2 separate regions of the Zea mays genome follow, and region 1 is linked to region 2. The links are chromatin contacts, called in public Hi-C maps. All regions are on one chromosome and are shown on one strand. The core of a region is the stretch at or near the end of the contact, and the rest is flanking DNA. Distances in the headings are between cores, read along the strand shown. Region 1 holds the start of LOC100273416 (plant/F20M13-60 protein). Region 2 holds the start of LOC100274819.

What was found. Hi-C and Micro-C count contacts between places; a contact is called where the count stands out from the background.
Region 1: a contact with region 2 is called in a Hi-C map of leaf, with 6 times the contacts expected there. The contact joins the promoter of LOC100273416 here to the promoter of LOC100274819 in region 2. A contact is called at or near these places in 2 of 25 Hi-C or Micro-C datasets (ear and leaf).

The regions. Positions count from the first base shown.
Region 1 is chr5:63,923,882-63,931,449 of Zm-B73-REFERENCE-NAM-5.0, forward strand. LOC100273416 (plant/F20M13-60 protein) reads right to left here and starts at 4,373. Exons shown (of 7, transcript NM_001147853.1): 1 at 4,248-4,373; 2 at 3,974-4,150; 3 at 1,855-1,926; 4 at 1,584-1,771; 5 at 717-1,132; 6 at 454-638; 7 at 1-352. The coding sequence starts at 4,266.
Region 2 is chr5:63,383,999-63,390,736 of Zm-B73-REFERENCE-NAM-5.0, forward strand. LOC100274819 reads right to left here and starts at 4,612. Exons shown (of 2, transcript NM_001149088.2): 1 at 4,482-4,612; 2 at 2,607-3,184. The coding sequence starts at 3,175. The coding sequence ends at 2,891. It overlaps LOC100279926, which reads right to left and starts at 847. Exons shown (of 15, transcript NM_001352975.1): 1 at 716-847; 2 at 1-93. The coding sequence starts at 782.

The sequences.
Region 1 (7,568 bases), core at 3,123-5,622, 540 kb after region 2:
GTTCTTCTTACAGCAGGGAGTTCCACGGAGCTGAGGTCCGCAGGGTACGGAGTCCACAGCCCCAACCCTCCTCTACTCTCCCTCAGCCCCTTCTCCACGATCTCGTCGACCGTTTTGGCCCACTCCACCTTAGACGAGTGCTCCCTCGTGTGCCTGTGCAGGACGAACAGCGAGTTGTACTCGCAGTTGGGGAACATGAAGAGCTCGAGAGCGTCGCCGAGCCTGCGCGCCACGTAGCCGAAGCTGATCTGGTCGCGTGGGGTGAAGAGGTTCACCTCGTTGAACCAGAGGCAGCTGAACAGGTTGGTCGTCGCTGTGTGTTCCCGGATCAGCACGGCTCCCTCCGGCACATCTGCAGGTTATAGCTTTAGCTGGTCTTTCAGGAAGTGCTAACGTTAAAGTGACAAAACAACAGTTGTGTAGAGTATTGTGGGCATGTGTGATTTCACTCACCGCCAGGCATCTTTTTCTTCGGGCTCCAAGGCTCCATCCCCTCGTAATAGTACATCTTCATCTGAAGATCAACCAAAGGGCGGGCGTAGCGCTTCCGTCGCTTGATCGCGTCGCCCTCCTCGTAGATGCTCCTATGATGCTTGTGGACAGCCACCGCGAATGTGTATTTTCCACGCCAGAGGTACCTGCAAAAGAATTTCCATTCCAGACCATCGATAGAGCACCACCACGACGTGTCTAGAGGTTCCAGATAGAAAGCCAACCTCTCGAGAATAAGCAGCGGATCAACTATGAGCTCCATTTTCCCGTCAATCCAAATGCTATACCAAGCTTGAGGGAATAGTCTGTGCGTCAAGATCTTGGGTATTTTCCCGTTCCTTCTAGGTTCGTCGAATGGGAGGCGGTGCACTGTTAGAAGTCGCCATATGCCAACCCATTTCCCTCCAGCGCTGTCGATCTTGACGGTGGTGTTCTTTTGGATAAAATCAAGAGATACTTCGTCCACCACCATCAGGAAGCAGAACAGCTTCTGAGACCGGCGGCTGATATTGGATGGCTGGTGAGGGATGTCGTAACCATCGAAAATACCAGAGGCAACCACGAATTTGCATTTCTGTATGTACTTGACATCAATGATATCCATATCTGCACCACTATTTTTCATAAATCCGCAGTGAACCTGAGCATATATACCACAAACCAAACACATATAACAGAGTTCAGGGGCTTAACGATGAAGCATTGTAACTTAAGATTCAGAAAATGATGAAAAAAAGGTCATAATAAGGTACCATTTAGAGGAAAAATAACTATTCTTTCGAAACAATGATGAATTTGAAGGTCTTTTTTTTTCATCGTATGCCCAAACCAGGCAAGCACTTGAAAACTACACTAACTGGCCACCAATATTCCTACTGCAGTTTTAGATTCTGGTGACCGACCTTCATCATCTATGGATCTTGGAGAATATCAAGTTGATGATTGGCTCATGCCAGACCCATTCATTTAGCATTCAACAATATCTGCAAATGCTTCAGTGCCAAATGCCCTAATCTATAAATTAAAATGAAGTATTGAAGTGTACAAGCAAGTTTATACGATGCACACACAAACTAAACGCAATGAGTTACCTTCATGGTAGAGTTCAGTTTAAAGCTCTCCTCCCTCTGTTTCCAGTTTTGACGTCCTCCAAACAGCGGTGAGGGATCTTTATCCTGTTTGTCAACAGTTATATATGCCAACTTCTTCACAATTGTGTTGGGAGTCCTCTTTGGTATGACAACAACATTTGGATCATCCGCAACAGGTATCGGGCAGCCTGTAGATTGAAGTAAGAAACGCGAGGCTATGAAGCAGTCACATTTTAGCCACCAAAAGAATTTTTTAAGGCACAAGTCTTACGGTGGAGTGGTTTGGATGAGAGCCCCATCGAGTCCAACACAGAGAGAACTTTACTGTCTTTTTTGCAAAGAGCTGCAGAAATACAAGGCACACCAAGGCATGTAATGCTAACTGATAAGACAAAGTGTCACTGTCATGATAAGCATCAGCCCATGGAAGACCAGGAGATATTTAACTTCTGAGTAAATGGTCTGAAGAAAATATGTATATTCAGACGATGTAGCACTGAAACAGCATCGTCAATTCATTACAGAAATTAAATAAAGTATTAGAAGAAGTATAATTATTGTGTGCAGTAAACATCCCAAGAGTACCGGTCTGCATTCCAAGCCTGATACCTCTCCTTAAGGATATGCCCAGGAGGTGTCTGCCCCCAAGACGGCAAATTTCCCCTCATTCTCTACGGCGATGACCACATCGGGTCCGAATGGGGAAGGCGAACATGGTCAAACAACCAGGAAAACCCTACCTCAGAAAAGCTTGATAGAATTCCTGTGTCAAAAGATTGGGAAGACATTTTCCCACAAGCTGTGATGAAGATTTCGCAGAGAAATTTCCGGCCATAACCATTTGCTGGTGACAGATGGTAAATGTGAAAATTTGCCTTTTATCCGGTTTAGGTTTGACCTCAATTGGCTGAATAACCCCGATTCTTCTTAAAGAAATAGAAAGAATTTGGTTGATACCTTGCAGGGCCGAAATAGCCCTAGACAAGATTCAACAAAAGTTCAAGTTGATTAAACATATTTTTAAAGGATGGGGATTTAACCTGCAAGGAGAACTGAGGGAAAAAAAGAAAAGAAAAGCTAATCAAATTGAACTACCAGAACTGGGAAAAAAATTAGAAGGCACAGGGTTCAATGCCCACCAGTTACAAAGAAAATCCTAACTGTTATGTGAAAATTTTAAAAGTTTAGAACAAGAACTTTACTGGTTTGAGAAGAGTCATGCACTTCTTGAATGGTGGAGAACGTTATGCACTAAGGTCTCTGGAATTGCAAGGGATGACCTCAATTCTCTAGTCATTTTGGGAGTTTGGACCTTATGGAAGCAGCGCAATGGCTGTGTATTTGACAATAAGAGCCCCAGTATTGCTGATGCTATCAGAAGAGTTGGGTTGGAGGTTGACCTTTGAGAGATGGCTGGTGCAAAGTTGTCTTTGCTCACCGCCCCCATTTCGGGCCTCCCTGCTAGTTAGCTAGCATTGTGGTAGTTCTTGTTAGTTTGCTTTAGTCATGGATGAGTTTCTGTATGCCTGTTACTGGCCGCCGTAGGGGCCCCCAGTTGTTTTCTTGTATCTGTCCCTCTTCTTTAATATAATATCGCGCAGTTCTCCTGCGCTTTCAAGAAGAAGAAAAAAAAGAGTCATGAAACATGGCTGCTTAAGGCCTTGTTCGTTTGGGTCGGATTACACCCGGAATCGTTCCAGCTAATCAAAGTTTATATAAATTAGAGAAGAAATCCGGTTAGGAATCGTTCCGACCCAGCAATCCAGCACAAACGAACAAGGTCTAAAGGGGATCTTAACACAGATCCCCCCCCCTAAGTGTGCTAGTGGTGTAAAGAAAAAGAACACTATTTAAAATCTTGAAAAAAGATAGCATTGTGATTGAAGGAGAATAAAACCTACTGTATCATGCAACTGAATACTATGCTGTACTTTTTTTTTCTAGATAAGATCTAGCCATTTTCAGGTGGTTCTGGTTTTTTTCTATCTCTATGCCCGAACATCTGTATTTCCGTTATGATCTAATGGAAATGGTGTTTCCTCGTGCGGAAATATAATTATGGTGTCCATAAGCAAGTAAGAAGTGATGAACATTAGCTGTAGCTCAGAAGCAAGACATCTTAACGCATGATTGCACACTGTAGTTGTCAGATACTGCTTCCAGTCGTGAAGAATGTGGATAGCATAACCGGGTGGTCCTGTTACTACTTGAGTTAACTGACTCCCAAGGCAATGTAGGCAGGCAGGCAAGCTTGCTCTACCGACGCATCATCAAGCTCAAGGCATTTGGGCATTGCAAAGAAGAAGTTGGGAAGCCATAGTGATAGAGTATAATGCCAGCAGAAGAGGTAAGCAAATCACAGTGGATCTATAGGCAACCGCGGGGCTGACCTGAGAGGAATGCGACGCGGGAGCTGCATGGCCGGAGGTGGAAGGCGAGCGCGACGAGCCCGAGCATGGCCCAGGCGGTGGCCGACACGAGCACCAGCCGCACGGCGCCCCTGCGGGACACCATCCGCATCGCCGCCGCGTCCGCCTTCGACGCCGCGTCCGTGACGCTGCCGCTGCCTGAGACAACCGAACCGAACCCTCAGATCCGAACAGGGAGAGCGAGCGCAGCGCCAATTGACTAGATCGGGTCGTGTCGGGTCCGTTCAGTGCCTACCTCTGCTTCGCCTCGCCATTCCCTCCGCCGGCCGCCGCGCCGCCCCGTGCGAGGCGAGGGCGTGGGTGACGTCAGGCCTACGCCTTATAGGGACGCCACCGTGACTGAGTGTGCAGGCAAGCTAACTCCATTCCACCTGGAGATGGAGTTGGTGCAGCCTGGAAGATCACAGTTTACAATTATAAATGGTAGAGGTAGTTTCACACAATTTTAAATCCATTAAATTTCCTAAAAATCTTGCACATACACGTATGAAGGAAGCATAGCAACAAGTCGTGCTTCAAAATGCATTTGTCATCGCACCTCCATGTGTTTCGGAAGAATCGGAGATCATTTTTCCCAGCTTAAAGCATTTGATCCTGTCACAAAATAAAGTTAAAAGATGTATACTAGCGGTATAACCGTGCGTTGCTACGGAGTTAAGATGTATACTCCGCCATAAAAAACAAACTATCACGACGTTTTTATGCAGAAGCAATGGAGAAAAATAGTGCAACAATAACATATGAATAGTCTTGCACACGTTTTTAATATAAGCACTGTCATGTCGTGTATAGTTGATAGTTAGGTGCCTGTGCATTGCAACATAATACAAAATATTCGATAAAATGTTAGTGTACAATAAATCAACGATTACATGAAAACGAACAACATATATGTTATAATCGATCTCAACAGCTAAGTAATAACTTGGGTTGGTTGTGCATGACTGTTTAAGGCTTTTCCCGAAGGTTCAGATTTTTTTCATGGCCTAGAAATGCATAGATATAGAGAGACAATGAGCTTGGATAAAAACATTGCGATTCTAGAGAAAAAAATATGCATAGCAAGAAAATACCCAAATATTGACCATTTCCTCCTAATAGTCTGTCGATGGCCTGACCATGAGGCCTCAATGGAATACATGATGTCAATTCAACAAAACATAATTTTAAATCTAGCTAATATTGTTCTAGTAAGAAAAACTTACAATCAAACAGATGCTTCTGCAGCATTAAAATTTAGAATGCCATCAAGTTACTATAGTTCTACTCAACCTGGTTGTTACTTATCTAGATGTTAGTCTAGATTGAATAGAAGCATTGTGCACATTGTTCATTGATGATGTGAAGTTATAGGCATAGGATCCAAAAGCATGGAGCCCATTTAGTACACTCAAGAAGAATAAGCTAATTTTGACATATTCAGCATAAAACAAGAACCACAAATGATGTATGAACTCTTCTTGGTGTATATCCTCCTCATCAAAATTGAATCATTAGCTTAGAACTCAGCTCCCAGTATGCTTCAGAATATGGAAATCTCTCCATCACAGGCAGAGCAATGTCGCCGGGATACAAACATCTAGAAGAACCGATAATTACGCTGCACAAATACATTGATGGTTAGTCTTGACAAATAGAATATTAGTAAATAAAATTTTAAATAAATAATTACAAAGTGTACCAGAAATAATATTTTTGAATATCAACTTTCAAGTATCTCTACTGAACTGCGGTTGCAGCATCGATGAGATAAGAATTAGAGTCAATGTTGGACCTACCTCGTTAATGCTCATCAGGTATAAATGGAAGACAAATAAACCACCCACAAACTACACAGAAAACAATAGATAATCAAAATAATTGATGCTGGTGTCTTCAACATGGCCTTCCAATTTGGCAATTGCTCAGCTGCTCTAATCTTTATCACATACACCCAATAGAAGGATAATACATACATGCAGAGCAATGTCGTCGAGGATACAATAATATAGAAGAATAGATAATTAAGCTACATAGACAGATTGATGGTCAGGTGAATTAAATAAGAGATTGTATAGTCCTCTATAATAATGGGTCAAAAAGACAATCATCGATTTTGAATGGAAGTGCCCCCCAATAGTATTGCTTTCTAAATTTAGGATAAAAAGAGAACTGGGAATACTCTATTGAACTGCATATTACTACAGGTAGACTGCAAACTCGATTTTTCTAGCCAAGGGAAAGAACAGGGGAATAAATAAGGTCTACATGATGAAAAACAAATAAAATTCACTCTCTAGCCTTCTGAAATTCAATGAAACTGAAACCACAATGTTTACTGATTGTGTTAAATGCCTTATCACATTCACATATTATAGAAAGAGAGATAAGCAACATACCCACGCAAAATCAGGCTGTCTAATGGGTTCATCTACAGGATCAAAATTCAATATGTGTTTTTCTGCCTCTCTATTTAGCCATTTGATCTACTCCTCGGCTTTTGCAACGATGAACCGTTATTAGTGCATGCTTAATGCTGATCAATGGATCAATGGAAATGGTAAGAGTGACCTTCAAGCTGATCCAAGGTCATGAAAAATGTGGTTGGATCTGAAATATTCGTTAACTTAGATTGATCGACAACGGGCACTAGTTTGTTGCAAAGAAAATGATATCAAGAAAAGTTAGTTTAGCGACATTCAAGCTCACACTGCTCCTGAAGATCTATAGGAAGGTTTTTGCCTAGCAAACAGTTTACCTTCCAGTATCCTTCATAGCGAACCGAGCCCGTTTGCAATCCAGTGCTGGCCTTCTTCCCTGTTGCTCTTTGCTGCCATTTGTAGAGGGGCTGTCTTTCACTCCATCATCATGGTAGAGAACCTGAATGTCCATGTGCTCCTTCAGCAGATTGTAGCATGCCCACTTTTTGGCTCTGCACCTATGGTAGCTTGTGGAGGAAAGTATTATGTTCTTCGCTTCCTTGATGGTCTGGATATAGGCTTTCAGAGCCTCCCTCGGATAGGAAAATATCATATGAAGAATATTTGACATTTTAGAGAAGTGAAGGTATAGAATCAAATGGTCATGCTGCAGACTCTACTGAACCCAACAAATGAATTGCAAGGCTTCACAACAACAGCACCATGGACACTGAAAGGCATAGGTAAATGGACTGTAAATTTTAAGAAGAGCAGGCTAGTTGTTGTCATCTAATAAGTTGATACAGAATATATCGTAGTTCAAATTTCCCTGAAAAATGTTAAATCTAAACGAATCAAATTTGACAGGCACAAGGCCCTCACCACGTACTCACAAAAACCATAAACAAACTATTTTTAAAAGAGATTTAGGAACCATATGAAATGGGAAATTATGGGGAAACCAAAACCAAAGGCGCTTGAGGGGATTGAATCAACTAAAGATTAAGAAGTCTCCTCACATGTTCTATCACCAAAATCCTTCAAGAAATTCGTCCCAAATCCCAGCCAAAATAGAAGAATTAAAATCCACCAAATAAGTCATAAAATCACATTAAAAGAAAAATCAGAGTACAAGAGGGAGATAAATCCTGCATAAA
Region 2 (6,738 bases), core at 3,362-5,861:
GGCCATGAGGGACAGCACCAAGCTTCTCCTCTACCTTGGGTGGGTTAGCTAAGTCATCGCTGCTCTCTTCCGCATTCACCTGTAGCTTCTTAGCTGCAGTAGAGGCAGGGTCAGAACAAGATTGAAATTTCACAAGGATCAGAAGATTGAACTTCCACTTATATGTATGCTTTTGGTATGCAGGCACAGCACAATAGATAGAAACCAGAGCTGATAGGGACTTGAATTTACTAAGAAAAGTTTGATATACTAGAGCACTGGGTCAGTCAAATGAGCAGTGCATTTACCGCAGATAAGATCCAGGTAGGTGAAAGGTAAAAGAGGGGTGAAGTTACATTGGAATTGGATCGAAGAGAAGGAGCCACTCACTTCCCCATCTAGCGGCAATTCTAAACGCGAGATCTACCAACACAAATTTTCTAGCAGAGACAGTGGCACCACACCATCCTCTGCTCCAACGAGCCTAGCAGCTACGACCGAGCATTTTCAGACAGAAAATTACCGCACGATCCATGCCACAGGGTGGTTATATGCAGATGAACTAGGCGGAAACACTACGCAAAACATGAGCCGACGGGCAAAGCTAATTAGTGACCGAGCGAGACGGAATCTGCCCCCGATCGCGTCGAGAACAGCGGGATCGAGAAACCACACACAACAAAATACATCAACCGAACACACAAGAACTGGAGATCTCCGGCGGGCGGGGACATGCCTGGGTCGGGGAGGGTGGTGAGGAGGAAGAGAAGGAGGAGCGCGGAGGAGAGCGCCCACTTGCGCATCGTCGTCTCGTCTCGCTTCACTCTGCGGCGTACAGCCACGGCCCACACCAGTGACGAGTTCGTCCCGCTACCCGCTCTGCGCCGGAGAGGAAACGCCTTAAAATGGGCCGGGGCCAGGAGACCCGTGCGCCCGGTCCACGCGGGTGCGATCCGGCCACGTGGACGAGCGGACGGCGCCGATTGGATACTGTCCACGTGGCGATTTTTCAGTGGGCGACCCAGTGAACTTGACGTGGTGCCCGAGCGGGGGGGAGGCGCAGGGAGGACCTCTGCCGTCCGATGGGAAGATCTGCGTGCTCCAAGGGCTGGGATCTCGTGGGCGCCTTCCTTGGTGGACACGTGGAGTGATGTGATTGGACGGAGGCTGAGTTACCCACGTCGATGCGCTAGAAAGTTCGAACCGGGCGTGAAAAAGTTATTGTTGCGAGAACGGTACAACCCTCCGTAGTATTAATTTAGCTATCACATAAACAATTTAATGGCATCGCAAGAAAATTAATGGACAAAAAGGACATTGTTTACTCATGAGAAATTAGGTCTACACATACAATAAAGACACAAGATATCACTATTTTGAAGTTGTGATGAGCATTCAGTTTTCATTTGTGGAATCCACACGCACCTCACTGGCCACGTCGTCACATCCACATTTGTTGCGACATCAAAACAACAACAAAATTAGCTTTGACCTTATAGTTTCTATATAATTGATTTCTTGATGAAGTGATAGCTATGGAAATCATTTAGTAGTTACTGGGTTGTAACAGTTAGGATGGCCTACAGAGACAGTATGGCCCACATGTCAGTTAACGGGTGTTGAGTAAAAATGGCAATGGGGACCCGTTCCCCGCTTCCATACGGAGAATTCTTTCATTAGAGGATAATGATGAGAAATTTTTTCTTCATGGGATGTAAACGGAAAAAAAATTCCTTGACGGATAAACGGGGACGGAGATGGGGAGCATTACTCGTTCCTACGGGGACCTGTTAAACTTACATGTGACGATGTTCATATTTAATAATTAATTATAAAAATAAATAATTACCTTATCAAGATATCACTAATGGTACAAATGTGTTTATTTTGGTATATACATAATAATTATCCGTCACTGATCTCTTGCATTAATGACATATGAAGTATGTCCTAATCTCTACTATTTATTAAGGTTGCAAGGATAGTCTGCCGTTCTATGATCTCAATCGTTCATCGTACCATTCTATAACCTCAGCCGTCCGATCTCGCACAACAATCCCGCTCCCGATCCTGCCCACCAGCCCAGACTGGATTTTCAGGGGGTGGGGAGATGCTACGTACTTTAGGGTCACCAAACTGAGCAAAGATGCATGGAACAATTTGTTTTAGAGTTCACTGACCAAACATGCATGTAAATTGTAATAACATGTTCATTAGTACAACACAGGGGTGGCATATCGCCCAGCGAACCCGACTAAACACATACCAAAACACCCCAAAACTCGACCAGCAAAACAAGAACCCGCCGCGCATGGCATCGAGCTACCGGTCTACCACTGCCCCAAGGCTTGTCAGGTCTCCGTCAGAGACGAGCAGCTCCGGAGCTGCATTGAACTTGCTCATCGCCTGAGATTGTCCTGGGAACTTGATCACCTCACCATCACCATTCAGCCTGAGAGCCACAGAACAGTAGTTTCCTGCCGGCTGAGTTACTGGATAATAACCACCGAGAGGAAACCATACTCCTTCGGGGACAGAATTAACCAGCTAGCTCTGTGTTACAGCTGCTATTACTAATTGTTGATGGATCAACTCATTTCATTCTATAAACCAAACAAAAAATTGACTGAGAAGATGATAGGCTAACCCATTCCTCAAACCAAGCTGTTAGTGAATTGTGTTTCTGCTACAGATATACGGAGCGTGCAGCACACCGACAGACAAGAACACCCTTGCAAGTGTATGGGAAGAAAAATATGAACACATGACAGAGAAGCAGAACTAATGATAGTGGTACGAACAGCAAGTGAGTGCTAACACCTGCATATTGCTATTGTGACTGACAACAGTCTGGCGTTACACAAGCAACGCATGGCAAAAAAAAAAAAGTCAAGTGCATGACTAGAGACGGTCACTTCTGCTTCTTAGGTTTCTTCGGCGGGTTGTCGACAAGCGGCGCTTCGCCCTCACTGTCAGACTCGCCCTCGGCGGCCTCGTCGGGGACCTCGTTCGGAGCATTGTGCCTGGCGATGTGTTCCTTGAGGACCGCCATGCTCTTCTCCTTCACCGCGGCCAGCTGCTCCGACAGGGTACCGAACTCGGAGTTGATAGCGAACGATTCGGATCCCAGAACCAGGCTTGCTTTTACTCTCGGACCAGGACTCGACAACGCAGCAGCACCTGGCTGGCCATCCATCGCTGCGTTCTGCGGGCAGGAAAGGAAGGCAAGAGCAGTGTTAGCTGGAGGTTAAAGGCGAAGGAAATGAACCATCATCTGCAACAGGAGTGATATATCAAGGACAAGAAGGAACAAAGCGTAAAACACACTGAAGTCAAGGTGTCTTATGTTAACAGTGAATCTAAACAAGGAGGCACAATGAAGTCACTGAGGCCTCGTTTTGCATCAAGGGGCTAATAGCCCAGGGAAGGGAAACCCCAACGTGGATTTAATTGGATTTTCCAATCCACTTTGTTTCGCAGGGCAGCTTTTCACCTCTTCCCCGTTGCTGTTTGGAAGCAGGTGTCCAGGCACTGTTTTTTCCCTACTGCTGCACGAGTACTGATCCAACAACTGAATGGTGACATTCACAGATTACTTTGAAGAGCTAACAGTCAACGCCTGGCAGTCACCAACTGAATGGTGACATTCACAGATTATTGAATTGGAATATATCACACATGCATGATGATCCAGTAGCTAGATTTCTGAAAGTAAACCGTTCGATAAAAGAGGAACGAAATGAAGATGTAACAATGTGTGGTGGCAACAAAAAAAAATTGAAAGAAAAAACAGTACACTGCCCCATATAATTAACTGTTGCAATTCCCATTCGCCACCCGGTATAATGCACTTCATATAATTAGTATACCATAACCACACCACGGCAACCTACTGCTAACTTAGCTGAACAACCGCCATGGACAACAAAGCATGCATAATTCAGAAACAAGATATCGCATTCGACATGGTGTGTATAAATAAATATGAGTAATTCACTAATCGTACTGCAAAACCGCTACTGATTCTTCGAAAATGTGTGGTACTAATTCTACTCTCACGCTTATCGTGGGTCTTTAGAATTATTTAATTAATTGCTAGAATAATTATAGGCCAAGTCCAATTAATCTAACATATGTGAGGTGCATGTGCTAGCAGAATATACAGTTACATGCTTGAACATGGACGCCTAACCATGCAGATCTAGGACTACTGGGCGAGCGCTAACCGTGCAGCCTACTCAGGAATGCGCAACAGTTGTAGGCTTGCGGAGCGCGCCAGCGACCAGTGACAGGAGGGACAGGGACGCCTCAGACTTGGGAGCTCCCTTTAGAACTTGGGGACTTGGCACACATATACCAATCACACAGCTCCTAAACTGAACTTGGCGGCTGGCAAGGTCAAGACGGCGCACGAACTTGAGGACTCAACCAAGAAATCACAAGACAACGAACAAGAAACCCTATGTTGTAGGAGATGGGGGGGGGGGGGGGGGGGGACTTACTCCCAAGTGTGGTGGAGCGAAGAAGACAGTGATGGGCGGAAGACGACAGGGACGGCGGCCCCCGAGTGGAAGACAGCGGCGGAGTCGTCGAAGAGAGAGAGAGAAAGAGAGAGGGGGATGGAGTCGTGCCTGGGAAGCGACGCCCGGACTCGAGGAAGCTTTACCCGTGGAAAAGGCCGGGGTCGGGTGGACTTTCCAACGTTGTTGGGCTTCCAAACGGCACGTCGTCTAGGCCCGGGGCTTATTTCCATGTGGGGGAGTGTCCCAGGGAAAAGGCCGGGGGTTCATCCCGTGGTTTGAGCTTTCCAAACGAGCCCTGATGCGGAGTTGTAGCCCTTACAAGCTTCAGCAAATTGCTACGCGTAATTGTACCTGAAACTTGACAAGTTAATGTGGAGGGCTGTCACTCTCTCTCTCTCTCTCTTTTACAGCCTTAGGCCTAATATATTTGCCTTTTGTAATATCTAATATCATATAGTTCATAGTTTAACTGTTTATAATATATAAGGTATGTGTCCGTACGTTGCCACGAGAGTTAAAAATAGTATAAAATATAGATATAGAACGACAAACATCACTATGATATGTAAAATTATATTTGAGTCGGCGTATACTCGTGCGTTGCAACGACACAAATTATTCAATAAAATGTTATAGCACAAGGATTACATAAAAACAAACAACACATATTATCATTAAGCTTAATCTCTATAATAATTTATCCAGGACGGCAGATAGTGTTATGCTACTGTCTTTTCGTGAGGCAGCTAGAGAAAGTGAATGCTTGAGTCGTACAACACACAACATGAGCCTCTTTTCATATAGTTAGAACTTTTTACACGGGATAGTTGTTCGATCGAACATGTTTCAAATATTTATAATGAACATCCGAAAGTCTTAAGTACAAACATTTATAATGTCATGTTACTACAAAATACGACTATCACACAAAAACAAAAAGTAAGTCTAAGAAGTATCATCCGAACCAACATTCTAAGCATTTTGAATGGCGTGCGCACCTGCTGGCTAGTGCTACCGATTTGTAGACGAACGGTGACCTCGACCTTTATCTCCGGTTCGATGATGCGGATCTCGAACTTCCGTCTTAGTGTGCGCAGCGATGGAGAGCTCTCGATGTGGCGACCATGAAGTAGGCAGTGGACCCATCGGTGGTGCCGCTGCATCGGGAGTCAAGGGGGAGGACAGAGGGGTCGACGGTGGGGTGGTGCAGAGGCCACACGTGGCGAGGCAGAGGCGGTGAAGGGGAGTTGTGCTCGTCGTCATCGCGACTAAGAGAATGGCTTAGGGAGGCGAGGGGGTGGAGTACTCGGAAGTGAATGGCGTGGTCAATCCGGTGTTGAAGGGGGCAAGGGAGAGGGATCCGGTGTTGAAAGGGGCAACAGAGAGGGATCTAGTGGGGCGAGGCGGAGGCGGAGGCGGTGAAGGGGAGTTGTGCTCGTCGTCGTCGTGGCCAAGAGAATGGCTTGGGGAGGTGAGGGAGGTGGAGGACATGGGGGGTGAATGGCGCGATTGATCCGGTGTTGAAGGGGACAAGGGAGAGGGATCCAGTACTGAAGGGGGCAAGGGAGAGGTCTCTGATTGGCGCCATGGATCTGCCACCGCGGATCCGCTGGGGAAGGTGGGAAGGGCGACGTCTCCGGTGTTGAAGGGGGCAAGGGCGATGTCCCCGATGGGCGCCATGGATCCGCAGGCGCGATTGTGAGATTGGCGAGGGGGAGGGCGAGGGCGGTGCTATGGATCGCGCTGGTGACGGCTGCGGGGATGGGGCGGGCGCGGCTCGCCCGCGAGAGATTGGCGGGGGGAGGGCGAGGGCCGAGGCGTGGTGAAGCAAGTGGTGGACGCCCATGGTACCAACATATGGTGTAGTAGAAATTTGCCTTTTGTAGAATATATATATAGCAAATACAACACATAACAAAGCATATTTTCATAGATTGACATAATTAAGTGTAAGTTTGAAACTGTTTAGCGTATGTAAAAATTAAAGTACCAATTATTGTTCAGCAAATATATCAAAGTTCCGTTCCAACGTCTGAAATATGTCGACGAAATGATTTAAACAGACTATCCAATGATCAGTGTTGGTGGTTCTACTTGAGCACATGCGGTGGGTAATATATTGAATGGGAAATTGGAAGACAACTGAACTAACATTTTAACTTACAAATTGAATCTCACAGTCCCAGTAGCCCTTCGTTCTATGGGTCAGTGGCCCTGTAGTGACAGCTCGTGCGAC